Regions from separate parts of the Danio rerio genome. Here region 2 is linked to region 1. The links are chromatin contacts, called in public Hi-C maps. All regions are on one chromosome and are shown on one strand. The core of a region is the stretch at or near the end of the contact, and the rest is flanking DNA. Distances in the headings are between cores, read along the strand shown.

Region 1 (3,270 bases), core at 200-2,699:
ATTTATTATTGTTATTATTATATTTCTTTTTGCATTTTATATAATTTATTATTATTATTATTATTATTATTATTTTGCATTTAATATAATATATTATTATTATTATTATTATTATTATTATTGTTATTGTTATTATGGCATTTTATATAATTTATTATTATTGTTATTATTATTAATTTGTTATTAGTGCATTAAAAATAAAATAACACTAATAAAATTATAAAAAATATAGCATTTTTATTTTATTACACACACACTGTATGGGATAGATCAATTATTCTTAATAAACAAATTTTGCCTTTTTTGTTAATTAAATAATGCATTTTAAATGTAACACTTTCTCAATAATTAGATGCATTACTGTATGTATACTTCGTACATATTTAATTTGCACATTTTTATTCATCTGGTCCAAAATTCTCTGCAGAAAAAGCAAAAAATGTCTGCAGATTCTGTCTGACGCTACTAATAGGACATTTAATAGTATAAATAATTGGACTTTTTAAACATCAAGTTATAAAATCTAAATAACCATAAGAATGCTAAGTATTATGAAGTGTGTATGGCTATTTGCATAATTATGGTATTATATAATCAGCGGCATAAAAGGATCTCAAAATGACAATAATATTGTTATCACAACAATTTCTGTGACAATATATCGTGCAACAAGAGTCTGTATCGTGACAGGCCTAATACTATTAATACTATTAACTAATACTATTAATGCAGCCTTGGATGGATGTAAAACATTTAATTTAATCACCCAATCCTGACTATTTGAAAAAACCACGCCAAAAATTATTTTTAATATTAAATACAGCCCATATAAGTGGTTTACAACCACTTAAAGCCATTTAAAAATTATTAAATCCAATGTATAACTGTATCAGTGTGCTTACATCAGACTATTTTAGCCAACAACTCCAATCATCTCCAGTCAAGGTTTACATATGTATGCAAGTCACAGAACAGCAGACATTGTAGACTCAAGCAAATATGGACCAATCATTTGTGATAAGATGCTAACTAAGTAGCTTAGTAGACATCCTACTATTTGCAGACAGCAAGCCAGAGCTTACTATCCTGCAGTAAAGAAAAAAGACAATGGCTCTTATCAGAAGCACAATGGGCCTCCACAGATTTGTTGTCAGACAGATAGAGGAGAGTCCATATTGATCACTAAGAGGTCAAGTGGCCAATCACCTCCTCCAATCAGAGAAAAGGGAAGGGTCCCATCAATCAACGCATCTCCACACCGCCCTCAACACTCAATTTCCTCTCTCTGTGCTCTGCATTCCTTCAAGCTTTCTTCTCAGGAGTCTTCGAGCAGGCCTAAAAATACGCCACATCCTTCTGTTCTCTATCGGTTGTGTGTGTGTGTCCATGGGCGTGTTCGCCAGTGTAGAGATAATGAATAGCTGAGGGGGTGGGAGATTTATGGCAGCTTGTGATGGGGACGAAATGTGCCGGTTAAGCCACCGGAGCGAGGGAACACCGCACAGTACGCCAGGAATGGCCGGGGTGGTGGGTCCTAAACATGACTTATCACTGCCATTCCTACCGTATGACGACAGTACGACGTAAATGATGGCAATATGAGGGAGGAATGTTAAACGAATGCAGATCTGAGGTCGGGCTACTTTCAGCGCTTGAAATTGTTTAATGGTTGTCTTAGCCGTGACCACTCTGGAAGAGAGATAAGCTTCTTGGAAACACAAAGGGGAGAAATGTGAAGTGCAAAATACTGCGAGGACAGATGGATGAATGGGTGGAAGATTATTATTTTAAAATGTCTTGATATTTTACCTCATATTTTGTTTTTACCTCAAAGCAAAACTTGAACTGATTTGATACAGCATGGCTAGGTTTCGGATGAAAGATGGATGGGTGGATGGAGGGGTGTTGGGATTGATGGATGGATGGAAAGAGAGGTAAGTGAAGGAGAGATGCTATCTACACATGCGTGGAAAACTAGTGGATCTAATGGATTGATGATGGACAGAGACTGATGGATGGATGGAAAGAACTATAAATGTATAATAATAAAGAGATGAGTGGAAAGATGGAAAGAACCGAATTGTTGATAAACAAATCAACTATAGTATGGATGGAACTATAAATTGATGGAAAGGACTATGGATTTATGGATGAAAAAGACTATGGATGGATTGAAAGGACTATGGGTGGATGTATGGAAAGAATGATAGATGGATGGTTGGATAGATGAAAGGATAGGATAACGGATTGATGAAAAGGACAATGGATGAATGGATGGATGGATGACTGAATGGATGGTAAGGATGATGGATGGATGAATGAATGAATGGATGGTAAGGATGATGAATAGATGGATGGATGAATGGATGGTAAGGATGATGGACGGATGGATGAATGAATGAATGGATGGTAAGGATGATGAATGGATGGATGGATGAATGGATGGTAAGGATGATGGATGGATGGATGGATGGATGGATGGATGGAAAGGACTATAGTGGATGGATGAATGGATGGATGATGGATAGATTGATAATGGATGGATGGATGGATGGACGGACAGATGGATGGATGGAAAGGACAATTTATGGATGGATGAATGGAAAGGATAATGGATGGACAGATGGATAGATGGATGGATGGATGGATGGATGGGTGTTGGGATTGACTAATGGAAAGTCTACAAATAGATGAAAAGACAAAGATGGATGGACTGAAAGATAAGAAAAATAGATGATTGGACAGATGATGAACAGAGATGGATGGATGGAAAGAACTATGAATGGATGAAAAAAAGATGGATGGAAAGAGCTTTGAATGTATAATAAAGACATAGATGGGTGGATAAATGGATGGATGGATGGATGGAAAGAACTGAATTGTTGATAAAGAAATGGACAGATCGATGGAAAGAACTATGAATGGATGGATGAATGAAAAGAACTATGGATGGATGGAAAAAAAATATGGATGGATGGATGGATGATGGAAATAACTAAGGATGGATGAGTGGATGAATGAAAAGAACTATGGATGGCTGGATGGATGGATGGATGGAAATAACTATGGATAGAAAGAACTATGGATGGATTAATAGATGGATGGAAAGAATGATGGATGGATAGATGGATGGATGGAAAGAATCACGAACCAATGTTAAAGGGATGGATGGACAAATGAATAGATGGAAAGAAAGTACTATGAATGGATGACAGTGATGAACAGATGAATAGAAAGCGTTGACAGAAATGGATGATGGCAAGATGTGTG
Region 2 (3,270 bases), core at 402-2,901, 90 kb before region 1:
TATGAGTGTCAACGATTATGTTGTAGCCTAAGTGGATAAATAAAACCCGATAGTAGCATAACGGAGAACGGGGGAGCGATTTAAGCATCTGTAACTGCGGGATTTTATGCGCTATGTGCCTTTATAAAGATATCCAATAGGCCTACATGAGTTTTACGCATATAAAAACTTCATAAAGCTATAATTTATACTTCAACTAAGTAAACAAATATCAAGCACAAAGAAAGGGGAGAGTTGCGCGTACAAACACTAGTAAAACACTAATAATAAAAAGCACGCATATTATATGCAGAAAAGATTTGTAGTATAGGCTCAGTTAAGTTGTAACAAAATACTATTAATTACTTCTGTGCATTTTTAATCAAAAGAAAAAAACTAAACGTCTAAATTTATTTTATAAGTAATTCTTTAAATGAAGAGATGCATTAAGCATAATTGTGCGACTGTTAGTCGCTGTGTCAAATGCAGGCTCTTTTTGTTTGAACTAAAACACGTATTAAAGATTGTAATGTTAAACGAGGAACTGCTGATTCACATTATAACCCATCTATCATTTAATATCTGTCAACATAATCGCAAACTGTAACTCCAGATGTGTTTCGGGAAAATAAGTTAGATTTAAAAAGTCTTACAACCTGTGCTGTCACCTCTGTAAAGTGGTGAACATGTCAGACAGCAATTTTTACTCATGTAGCTCATTTCCAATTGCTCAAACGTATGGTGCTACAACTCGCTCCTCTTTGGCCCATGCCTAAGGCAAAAACATATTTTTTTAGGAACCTTGAGATGAAGCCTGGCCGGTACAAACTTTTCTCAAGGCATGTTCTGAATCAGCCGAAAGCTCAAGGCAACAGAAACAAACAGCACTTCCAAACAATACAACTGTGAGAGGCTTGATAGTAACTAGCTTACTTGTTAGCAGATGTCGATCTATCCGTCTCCAAAAAAGTTCCAGAGCTGAAGTCCTGACAGCTGAACCTGGTCTTCTGGCTCTGCGTGATGTTCTTTTGAAGCGCATACAAAGTAGGAGTAACTTCAGAAAATATTAGACAATTCCACCTCCGAACAATTTAACTTGGCACTAGAGTTTCCAGTGTTTCATTCACTTAGAAAACCAAAGACATACTCCAAAACAGTCCGGCGCTGTCCATAGTGAGAATAAAAAAGGCTCCGCGAAAGTCACTCGGTGAAAACGGTTGAAAGTTTTGATAAACGTACCGCGCTTCAGTGTATGACGGCGTCACGCAACAGGTGTCAATTAAACTTTCGATAAGTTTGACAAGAGCGCAAACAAACGCGCTGCGCGTGGGGAGCGCAACCGGAGCGACTAAAGCCTTTTGCTGCTTATTAGAGAAATTAGTAGACAAAAGCAGTCTGGAGTCAATCAGTCCACCTCATGCATTCACAACTTTCAGAAGTTCAGCATTAAATCCTTCGTTTTGCGCAGGATACCTGGAAATGTTTTCAAACTTCCCCCCTCTTTTCTGTCCAGAGGCTGCTCGGGCTCTTAACCTAAAACCCCGGTGCTTACAGAAAGAAAGCACTAAAAGCAGACGTCGAAGAAACTCCAGCGACTGCTTCAGTCCGCAGGCAGGGGGGTGAGAGACTGAGTTTTGACTAGTTTGTGCATTGCCTACTCATGGGCCTGCCCTCCCCATCTCTCCAGCTTCCAAACAGGGGAGGGAGAGAAACCACAGTCCTCCAACAGCGCGTTCCCATTTGACGAACACTTGGACTAGTGTCCCGACCGCTGCTCCTATTAGTCAGCCAATAAAGTTGTAGTAATTAGTTTTTATAAGAGAGATGATCTTTATTGTGGCAGAGGCCTGGGTATACTTTGGAAACTCAATCAAAACTTGTCAAGAGTTTTGAAAGATTGATTCACTTTATTCAAAACACACGCATGGGTAGATATCATCTATCTCAGTAAAGGTCAAGAGTGTGGAATAATTCAGACTTTTTTTTTACTATGGTTTGCATGAGTTTCTGATCTGCATTTATTTGATAAAATACTGTAATAGTTTCTCTAATGTCACTACTGAATTTTCAGCAACTGATTTTTTTTAATGATGATTTCTTTGGTGATTCCTCTATTTTTTAGGTTAAGTTGTAGTAAACAATTTATTCAGGCTGAATTTAAACAAACAGATTGGGTTAAACATTGCCAATTTTAAATTGTCAATGTCACCACATACAAATTGTTTGCAACAATTTTGCAGACATATTTTTTTTCTGGTGTAAAACGTCATTGTCAAAATCATCTTTCAGAAACCATTCCCATATCCTGATTTAAAAAGAGATAGATAGATAGATAGATAGATAGATAGATAGATAGATAGATAGATAGATAGATAGATAGATAGATAGATAGATAGATAGATAGATAGATAGATAGATAGATAGATAGATTTACTTTGATGCATTGGAAACTAAATCTTTACTCTTTTTAAGGCTTTTCCAAGAAAGTTTATGTGCTATTCACTCAAAAAAATACCTTTGCTGCTTGTTGAAACTACTTATTTAATATTGAATAGAGTTAAACAACACAATTCTTAAGTTTTTTGGGGGACAACTTAACTTTTTTATGTTCAATCCACTTAAATTTGTACAACAATTAAATTAACTTAATCGATTTGTGTTGGGACAACATGAAGGAATTGTGTGGATCTCAGCATTTTTGAGTGTTGTTTACTTCACCAAACAGAAGACAAACTGATAGAAAATTATGATTTTATTTAGTTAAGATTTCATAAATTACTGATAAAAGATTTTGAAAAATTTATATAATTTAAATATTGTTCTGTTAAGTGAAGTCTGTTATTATTATTATTTCTATTATTATCATTATCATCCTTATTATTTGCAGCAATTACTCGATTTCCCACCAGAAAAAAGTACTTTAAAAAGTAGATAAGCAACCCAGGCTCATTCCAATTACATGCCCCATATATACATTTCTGAAGAGAGCAAAATACATCCCAGGAGCCAAGTTTATTTGTAGTTTTTGTATTAGAAAATCTGACAGAGGCAGCTGTGGATGCTTTTTTTTTCTCTCGTGAGTGTCATTCGCACTTGCTGTTCTCACATAAGTCCACCAGAGGCCACTTTTGACCGGCTGACCAACACCCCCGCCCCTCTTCCCTAAACCCAACCAATAGTGTTTTCAAAAGTACAGAATGACCCGCCCACCACCCTCTCTAAACACAACCGCAGTGTTTTGAAAAGCAATGCAGAAAAACAAAACCCATCGCCTGATTTTTTACCATGTTT

The links. Hi-C and Micro-C count contacts between places; a contact is called where the count stands out from the background.
Region 2: a contact with region 1 is called in a Hi-C map of embryo, with 2.0 times the contacts expected there. The contact joins the promoter of wnt5b here to the enhancer-like site in region 1. A contact is called at or near these places in 2 of 18 Hi-C or Micro-C datasets (caudal fin and embryo).

Annotation. Positions count from the first base shown.
Region 1 is chr4:8,939,195-8,942,464 of GRCz12tu, reverse strand. All of the region lies in intron 16 of erc1b (ELKS/RAB6-interacting/CAST family member 1b), which reads right to left. Among named protein-coding and RNA genes, the nearest start is that of wnt5b, 90 kb to the left of the region's middle. Within about 2 kb of position 1,449, at least 13 of the 62 cell types and tissues checked have an H3K27ac peak or open chromatin away from gene starts, as enhancers often do.
Region 2 is chr4:9,029,690-9,032,959 of GRCz12tu, reverse strand. wnt5b (wingless-type MMTV integration site family, member 5b) reads right to left here and starts at 1,651. Exons shown (of 7, transcript NM_130937.2): 1 at 913-1,651.